Regions from separate parts of the Xenopus laevis genome. Here region 1 is linked to region 2. A link is a contact called in public Hi-C data. All regions are on one chromosome and are shown on one strand. Each heading gives the region's core, a stretch centred on a gene start, on an enhancer-like site or on the middle of the called end of the contact. The rest is flanking DNA. Distances are from core to core; before and after follow the strand shown. Region 1 holds the start of LOC108697662 (peptidyl-prolyl cis-trans isomerase H-like). Region 2 has its middle 5.3 kb from the start of cdc42.S.

Region 1 (5,179 bases), core at 420-2,919, 150 kb before region 2:
GTGATAGGGACAGGGCCTGCCAACACTGCTTTCTGAACTTGCACTGGATTTGAATTTGGTACAAGATGCAGAGCACAGAAAGGCCACAGATGCAAGTGTTTATTCATTGAGGGCAAAGGGGCATGGTTCTGCTTCCCTAAGTGCTCGATTACTTGTATCCAGGGGGGCTTTATAAGTTACCCCTTATGTCTTCCTTGTGTTGTTTATTAGCTACAAAATATGTACTGTGTCAAAAAAAACATGTATATGTCTATTCTAGGGATGCACCAAATCCGGGATACGGCCTTTTTCAGCAATTCCTTCTGCCCGGCCGAACCGAATCCTAATTTGCCTATGCAAATCGGGTGACTTTTTGTCACAAAACAAGAAAGTAAAAAATGTTTTCTCCTTCCCATCCCTAATTTGGATATGCAAGTTAGGATTTGGATTCAGTTCAGTATTCGTCCGAATCTTTCGCAGAAGGATTCGGGGGTTTGGCCGAATCCAAAATAGTGGATTTGGTGCATCCCTTGTCTATTCATCTAAAGGTAAACTGATGTATAAACTGAATACAAAACTGTTCTTTTTTTGATGTGCATAAATTTCATTTACAGTAATTTTCCATGAAGGCATTTCGGTGCAGCTTTACTTAATGGAAACATATATGCAACTCCCAGCAGTAAATTAGCAACACCTAGACCTAGAGGCACATTTAAATTGAAATTTATTATATAAATCGAATGTTTTAAACTCGGTTGAATAGGATCGCCCCGAAAACTCGAATCAAATTCAAATCGAATTTTTGAAACTCGATAACTTGAATGTCAGGTAGGCTGCTAACAACTCCAAATTGATCCCTGGCTATCTCTTTTTGACTTAAACAGCAATTTGGCAGGTTTAGGGTGGCAAATAGTCAAATTTGAGTTGTTAAAGGGCCAGAGTATGATAAAACTTGAAAATCAAATTTCGAATTTTTTGAAAAACGTTTTTTTGACCATAAAAAAACTCGAAAATTCTAATTTACAATTCGACCCTTGATAAATCTACCCTCTTTTATTGCAACATAAATTTCTCAGACTGTATTTGGACAGATCAACTGCTTTTGTCTTTTCAATTTTCTTTTTCTTTTACAAAGTTTACACAGTGAAGGAACATAAGGAACATAAGTGAGAGGTTTTGTCTGTTAGATAACAGGGTCAAGGGTTTCATCAGAAATCTTGGAGCCCCACACTACCCCTTAAAGGTGGCCTCAGTTTTTAATCCACTGCTCCCATCTGGGCAGTAGATCTTGCCAAATAAGCACAATAGTACTCCAATAACAAAATATGGTCATTTATATTCCCTGTCTAGTCGCTACCTATTACATAAGACTACAATCCACCCACTCCCCATTTTACAAATCAAATCTTCACATCTCTTGTGCACCCCTCTGCCATGGGGCCCCTGATGGTGGCCTACAAGGGTGTTACTCTGGTCACTCAATAAGATATTGCTATGGGATCTGCTTTAACCCTTTAAAACAATTCATTTTTGCTGTCATTACATTTTCATTTGGTGCTGCATGCTTGCCATGAACCAAGAAATATAAAAAACAATGTATTAGCATGTACATGCTGTTTAAATATTCTGATATATATTATAGAATTGTTTTTGCCAATGTTGCATAGAAATTCGCATTCAATATAATTTCAGAAAAGTTTTGGAACAGAGCTGCAAAGATCTTAAGCACCAAATAGAAATTCTTCTAGACAAAGAGACAGTATTAACACAGAATAATTCTGCCCTTCAGCATAAAATTCATCAACAAGAATCTCAGCTACGTACCTTGGACGATGTACAAAATGTGTCCGCAAAGGAGGTCAGTTAAGCATAAACTGTGTCTCATTTTGTTTGGTTGTTTATCAAGTTGCCATGTGGTGAAAGGTCCCAAAATGAAAGAAATGATCTCTATGCAACTTTTATATAAAACAAAGGTTTAAACAAGGTTTATGACTGCCGAGACCAATGTGGCCTTTTTAATATAATTAAAAATTGCATTAATTGTACACTGCTACTAGTTGTGTGCAAGACATGAGATACAGAATACATCGCAGACATTTAGTCATATGTATACTTGACTTCTCTGACTTCATCAGTCTAGATTTTACTGTATTGTTGACCAGCAGTCTGCCCTACTGTAGTGCGGGCAGAGGATTTTCAGTTTAATAAGCTCTATTCGATCATACAGGTATGGGATTCGTTATCCGGAAACCAGTTATCCAGAAAGCTCAGAATTACAGATAGGTTGTCTCCCATAGACTCTATTATAACCTATAATTGTTACATCAGTGTTTAGTCCCTCTTTTCCTGCAAGGATTTCAAATGATGCAGAAAGAGAAGGACTGTTAAACAACTGGATTTCAGCATAGAAAATGGCATTTATTTATACTTTTTGAAGAAACAGCTAACTGTGATGGGTATATTAGGGGAAACACACGGATTGGTATCCCTGTGTGTATATGTAAATATATTGGATCCTTATTTAACCCAACTATAGGTGGAGGTCTGACCGGGTCAGATGAAAAAGTATTAATATAGTTTAAGAAAAAAGAAACCCCACCAAATAGAAGTTTCTATACCTATACCAAGTCAAATTGAACCATGAATTGCAAAATCAGGCTGATTAATGATAATAATAATTCATTAATAAAGGTGCTAGTTAATAAATTAAGTAAAGTGCTAGTGCAAATAAATAAAGTGAAATTAATCAGTACCAAGGGCTGATAACAAAATTAATTATTTCTAAGTCCAATGGGTGTATTACCCCACCAATAGATTCCAATAGCACCCCTTAATAAGTAAATTCATTCATTAATTCATATAGAGTGTGATTGAACAAGATAAATATAGTAAATTAATATTGCAATAAATTACACCAATAAAGTGCGGTGCAATAAATAGGTTAAAAAATGAGACTTGGTAATTAATTAGATGGTTAAAAAGGAGTTGATAAAAAGATGGCCAAAATTCGGAATGGGTTAAAAGGTTATTCGGTCATATTCCAAGATTAGAGTTGAGAGAAATTGGAAAATATAGTAGGTGGAGTTGTCCCAAAAACTAACTGCCTATTTTGTTTCTAAAGCCTGGGACACCACAAAGTCAAGGCAGGACAGGGTAACCGGAGCTGTGGCCTTGTAATTTAACTTGCCCTAACAATTAAAAGAGGCTAAATAGCCCTAAAAAACCACAAACTCACGGCCCCTTAGAATGGAAGGAAGATAAAAGAGGTGGTATAGTAAAGTATTTAGACCAAAATTCCTGCCCCTATAAAGATATCCAGTATATTCCCCTAATGGAATTGTTGTTTCAGGATCAGATTTGTTAAGATAAGGAGATCAATTTTCAAGAGAACGCCGACGCGCGTTTCGCTTAGAAGCTTTGTCAAGGCGAAAGTCTTGTTCAATCACAATCTATATGAATTAATGAATGAATTTACTTATTAAGGGGTGCTATTGGAATCTATTGGTGGGGTAATACACCCATTGGACTTAGAAATAATTAATTTTGTTATCAGCCCTTGGTACTGATTAATTTCACTTTATTTATTTGCACTAGCACTTTACTTAATTTATTAACTAGCACCTTTATTAATGAATTATTATTATCATTAATCAGCCTGATTTTGCAATTCATGGTTCAATTTGACTTGGTATGGGTATATTAGGGGTTTCTGTGTTATGTGGGCCTCTTTATCAAATTTTGGTTTGGAAGTCGGAATTCCCATTTAATGTTTACATGATTCTCTAGTAGACTTAAGGTATGAAGATCTAAATTACATAAAGATATGATATCTGGAAAACCCGGTCCCTAACATTCTGGATAACAGGTCCCATACCTGTAACTGTGTAGCGAGGAGTTGGTGGAATGGGTACAATAAAGACACCAGGCTACAAATAAACTTAGTATGTTTTTTTTTAAATTGTAATGCTTGGGATTTCATAAAGAATTAAGATGGCCATACATTAGATCAGTGCTGTCCAACTTCTGTGCTACCAAGGGCCGGATTTTTTTCTGGTCTACATGGTGGAAGGCCAATAATGAAGCCAGTGTTAGCCACTCCCTGTTTTAGACCACACCCACTTTAAACCACACCCATGTTATCACAAAACCATGTCCACATTAATAGCACACCAAAAAACCAAATGGTTGGTGCTCACTGCAGGGATATCACACATATGTGAAAAAAAGTTAAGTCATATTAAGACGTACCCTTATTCCATATGTCTCCTCTTCCCCTGTGGATAACACAGTACCCCCCAGCACATGATTAAACACCATAGGGGCCCCTAACAATAATTTTCAAATGCTAACAAACTCCCAGAACAAATTCCAGGCTTATGTTTCACAGGCAGAGCAGGGCACACACATATGGGAAGGCAGAGTATTACACACTGGCAGAGTATAGCACACACAGACAGAGTATGGCACACCCAAGGAAAATAGGGACAGCGGATTATGGCACACAAAGGGAGTTTAGGGCAGGCAGATTATGGCATACACAGGGAGCATGGGGCAGGCAAAGTAGGCCACACGCAGGAAGCATAGGGACGATAGAGTATGGCACACACATGAAGCATGGGGCAGGCAGAGTATGGGACACACAGGGACCATAGGGAAGGCAGAACAGAGCAGGAGACAGGGAAACCCATCAGGACCACTCTAATATGTATTACATACAGTGACACAGTGTTGCTGCCCCATTAGCATTTTGAATAAGGTGTGAACAGGTGAACAATGTGGCAGTTTCAGTCTGGGTCTCAGGTGTGAACAGTACAGGGTTTTAGGATCTGAGCAAAAGAGATGTCACAGGTGTGAACAATGCAGGAGGGATTACATGTGTGAACAAAATAGAGGATTACAGTTTGAATTTAAATTTAAACAATGCAGGGGCAAGTTAATCTTTGCAGTGATACCTATTAAAGTTTACACATGGTAAGCAGGCAGACTTTCGTGTGGAGGGCCACACAAGGGGGGGGGGAAGGGGCCTCCAGTTGGACAGCCCCACATTAGAATATGCGCTCAGTTGCTGAGGTTGCAAACAAGCGGATCTTTCACTGATATAACCACCTTCAGGTTGGAAATATTGGGCTGATCTGACCATTTGGCCCTTAGGCCAACAATTGCTGTAATGTGGGCGATTGGATTGAGGGCCACATCAATG
Region 2 (4,692 bases), core at 1,964-4,463:
TTTGTAGTTTATTGCATGCGCAGTATAACAATGGCTATCAAGCAGGCAGATGAACTACAACTCACTGCATGCGCATAGAACATCCTAGTACAGTGATTCAGCTACAACCAGTGCTATCAAGTCATTGCAGCACAGAGAAGCCACTACAGCTAAAGCAGGCAGAGGCTTATCCATTGTTGCATAATGTCACAGAAAAATACATCTTCACTAACAACTAGATCCCGAATTTCTGGTTCCACTCATTGCTCCTCTGTTACTAATGCTGCCGCTATTGCCCACGCAAAAGCAGAAGCAGCAAATGCCCGTGCCACCTTTGCAGAGAGGGAAATGGAGGCAAAAGTAAAGAAAGCACTTTTAGAAGCAGAGAGTGCGCTCTTAGAAACAGAGAATGCATGCTTACAAGCAGAGAATGCACGCCTAGCAGTAGAAGCTAAAGTGGAAAGTGCTCGCTTAGAAGCCTCCCTAGAAAAAGTGGCCATAGAAAGGGAAGCTGCAGCGGCCATAGCAGAAGCAGAGGCTCTAGAGATGATTCCATACCCTGACAGTGAAAGACACAGCAAAGTACCCGATTTGGAGATTGAACCCCAAGATCCACTACAACGCACTAGAGAGTATGTCTACCAGCACTCCAAACAGGACACAGATTCTCTTTCAGCACAACAAACAGGCCAACATGCTGTCCTCAAGCCAGACCAAGAATGCCATACACCTCCAAAAACCAGCAGCAAACTGCAATTGCATCAAAGAGACCATGCTGAGCAAAGTGATCCTGCTTACAGCACCCACTTCAGCCAGGTACCCAAGCCTAGGGTTAACCCTGCACCAGCTTCCTCTGCTATGTTAAAGCGGTATGTCACAGACCAGCCTAAAGGGGAACCTCCAGACAGGTATGATTACACGACACCTTCTCACTTACATGCAACCACCTACCTATCCTGGTACTAACCAGGTCACAATGGACTTGAAAAGTTTAACGACCGCCCAGAAGGCTTCAGAGCCTGGCAATCCTCCTTTCAAAACACTATCAAAGGCTTAGACCTTTCATACAGCGAGGAAATAGACCTCCTAATCAAATACCTAGGTACCGAGTCTGCAGAGCATGCCAAACGAATCAGGGTGATCAACATAAACCACCCAGAGAACGGTCTTAGAATGATCTGGCACAGACTTAATGAGTGCTACGGCTCAGCAGAGGTAGTAGAAAATGCACTTTTCAAAAGAATTGATGATTTCCCTAAAATATCTAATAAAGGTAACCAAAAATTTAGGGAACTTAGTGACTTGTTAATGGAACTACAGGTAGCCAAAGCAGAAGGGGACTTGCTGGGGCTTGCATTCCTTGACACAGCCAGAGGTGTTAACCTCATAGTGCTAATGGGGCACCAGTCACTATATGTAGTACATTTTAGAGTGGCCCTGATAAATGTAAACTGTCTCCTGCTCTATTCTGCCTTCCTTAGCTCCCTGTGTGTGTCATAATCTTGACCTGTCCTACTTTGCCTGTGTGTGTCATACTCTGTCTACCATATGCTCCCTTTGTGTGCCATACTCTACCTGTGTGTGTCCTGCTCTGCTTGTGGAACATAAGCCTTGTATTTGTTGTGGGGGTTTGTTAGCATTGGAAAACTATTGTTAGGGGGCCCTAAGGTGTTTAATCATGTGCTGGGGGGTGCTCAGTTATCCACAGGGAAGGAGGCATATGGATTTAAATGAGTGACTAGATTTGTAACATAATAGCCAGAACACTACTTCCTGCTTTTCAGCTCTCTAACTCTGAGTTAGTCAGTGACTATAAGGGGGCCACATGGGATATAACTGTTCAGTGAGTTTCCAATTGATCCTCGGCATTCAGCTCAGATTCAAAAGCAACAGTTATGTCCCTTGTGACCCCCATCAAGTCACTGATCGGTTACTGTCTGGTAACCAATCAGTGGAAACCAAGAGAGCTGAAAAGCAGGAAGTAGTGTTCTGGCTTTTATGTTAGACATTTTTGGCTAACTATATTAGAAACATTTATTTATTATTTTGTACAGCCTCTTTGCCCAGTTTTTATTTTTACACAGAACAATTCCTTTAATATGACAACTTTTTTCACATATGAGTAATAAGTGATATCCCTGCAGTGAGCACCAATCATTTGTTTTTTTGGTGTGCTACCACCGTAAATGTGGACATGGTCTTGTGGTAACATGGGTGTGGTTTAAAGTGGGTGTGGTTTAAAAACAGGGAGTGGTCATCAATGGCTTCCATTATTGGCCCTCCACCATGTAGTCAGGAAAAATTTCCGGCCCTCTGTAGCACAGAAATTGGACAGCACTGTCAGGGCTGTCCAACTGGCGGCCCGCGGGCCACATGCGGCTCGTCACCCCACCCTCATGTGGCCCTCCACATCAAAGTCTTTCTGCTGTGTCTGTTTACCATATCTAAAATTTAAAAGGTATTACTACAGAGATTAACTGGCCCTTGCATTGTCTAAACCTCAAATTCAGACTAATCCCCCTGCATTGTTCACACCTGTGATCCCCCTGCATTGTTCACACTTGTATCACCTCTATTGTTCACTCCCCTAAAGCCCTGTACTGTTCACACCTGAGACCCAGACTGAAACTGCCCACATTATTCTTCTGTTCACACCTTATTCAAAATGCTAATGGAGCACCAGCACTGTATCACTGTATGTAGTACATATTAGACTGGCCCTGATTCCTGTCTCCTGCTCTGTTCTGCCTTCCCTATGCTCCCTGTGTGTGTCATACTTTGGTATTTGTTCTGGGGGTTTGTTAGAAATTGAAAATTATTGTTAGTGGCCCCTAAGGTGTTTAATCATATGCTGGGGTACTGTATTATACACAGGGGAGGAGGAGGCAAATGGATTTATGGTTATGTCTTAATATGACTTAACTTTTTTCACATATGAGTGGCATCCCTGCCAGGGCAGGCACAAGGTAGTTTGGCACCCTAGGCAAGAGCTTCACTCAGTGCCCCCCTGTCCTGCATTACCATTTCCCTCCTTACCATGATGGTTTTTAAATAAAGAGAGCAAGAAAATGTACAACACTTTTTCATTTATATTACTGCCCCCTGTACCTGTGCATATTCATGGCTCTTATGTATTATATGTGAATATAATGCATTTTATATTGTTACTGGCTCTATAATAGAGGCTCTTAATTGCCTTGTTTTGAAAAAAAACTGTGTCACACTGAGAGGGACCAGAAATAAGAGATAATCTCTCTAGGTTTAGAAGGGAAAGATCTAAAACCCTTGTGCCATTCTGAATAAATGGACTTGTTAACACAAATGTAACATTCTGTCTCTATGCAAGCATGTTTAAAGCAGATTTAACATAAAATAGAAAAATGATTGCTGACAGAGTACATTATACTTTTCCTTAGTTTGGCCATGTATAGTTTCACTCTGAAGAGCTTTCAAAAGTTCTCCCAAAAAGCTTTCCACTGAGGTGTCAGATAAGAAAGTTTTAGGATCAGCACAAAATGAAGTCACCTTCTGGTTCCAGCTGGCACTATTCCTCATGGTATGGGCAATAACAGGAAATTATATTTACTCACTCAAATTTCTGTTTCCTGATAGCCTTCATGGCAACATTAACCAATGGGTTAAGGTCCCCATAGTCACAAAGATTTTTCTTTGGTGAATGACCGATTTTAGCTAAATCCGACCAATCCATCAAATTATCGTAAAGTTAGTGGGAATCGAACGATTGCAGATTTTTCGTCCGACATCTATCAGAAAATTAATCGGCCATGTTAATAAAAAATTATCACTCCCAGTGCAATCTATCTATGTTTGTAGGGCCAAGCACAATAACGAAAATATCTTTTAAAAATCTTTACATCTATGGCCAGCTTAAACTTTCCTCCAGGCCAATGGACAGGACTTCCCCCCAAGAAGTTAAAAGGCAGCCCCTCCAGGCTTGTCTACATAGGGTGGGAATTCTCTCACTAGAGTATTATAAAATCTTTGGACTAAGGGGTCCACAGCCCAACTCTTTCCTGTTAATGCTGACACCACTGACACTTGCATTTAAGCATATTCAACTGAAGACGTTTCTTATATCCCGAGAAAAGAGAGGCTGTTGTACAGTTGGGGTTCTGACCCCCAGCAAGTGCAAACTGAACAAATTTTAACCAGATCTTATAGTATTGCATTGAGGTTGAACATTTCCTTGACTTCAGAAGAAACCTAATAATATCTTCCTTCAAATTCAGCTTCCTAAGCCTCTTCCTTTCAAAAGTCTCCATGCCATCAAGGCAGGCGATTCCCCTCTTGGCACTGAAACATTCCCTGGGATGACCACCCTGGAAACTTCTGAATTCTCCTGGGTTCCACCAAGGTTAACTTGCGAAGCAACGGAAAGCACGGCTTTCTTGGCCAAAAGGGAATCACTACTAATGCTTCCAGATCTTCCTTCCTCAGGACCTCCAAATGAGAGGAATTAGGGGAAAACGTAAATTAACCCCACGGACCAATCTTGTCTCAGGCCATCTAGAGCCACTGCCTCCTTTCATAGATATCTTGAGAAGAACCTTTGACACTTTCTGTTTTTAACTGATGCCATTGCATCCACATCTGGTAGCCCCCATGAGTTTCCTAGGTCTGTAATAGTGACTCGACTTAAATAGTTTGCTTTCTGATTTTCTGTTCTTTGCAGATGAACCATTGTTATATTTT

What was found. Hi-C and Micro-C count contacts between places; a contact is called where the count stands out from the background.
Region 1: a Hi-C map of the XL177 cell line shows a contact between it and region 2, with 3 times the contacts expected there. The contact joins the promoter of LOC108697662 here to the enhancer-like site in region 2. A contact is called at or near these places in 2 of 4 Hi-C or Micro-C datasets (the XL177 cell line and the XTC cell line).

Annotation. Positions count from the first base shown.
Region 1 is chr7S:82,761,828-82,767,006 of Xenopus_laevis_v10.1, reverse strand. LOC108697662 (peptidyl-prolyl cis-trans isomerase H-like) reads left to right here and starts at 1,669. Exons shown (of 7, transcript XR_005963074.1): 1 at 1,669-1,837.
Region 2 is chr7S:82,611,007-82,615,698 of Xenopus_laevis_v10.1, reverse strand. No RefSeq gene overlaps it. Among protein-coding and RNA genes, the nearest start is that of cdc42.S, 5.3 kb to the right of the region's middle. Within about 2 kb of position 3,213, at least 1 of the 7 cell types and tissues checked has an H3K27ac peak or open chromatin away from gene starts, as enhancers often do.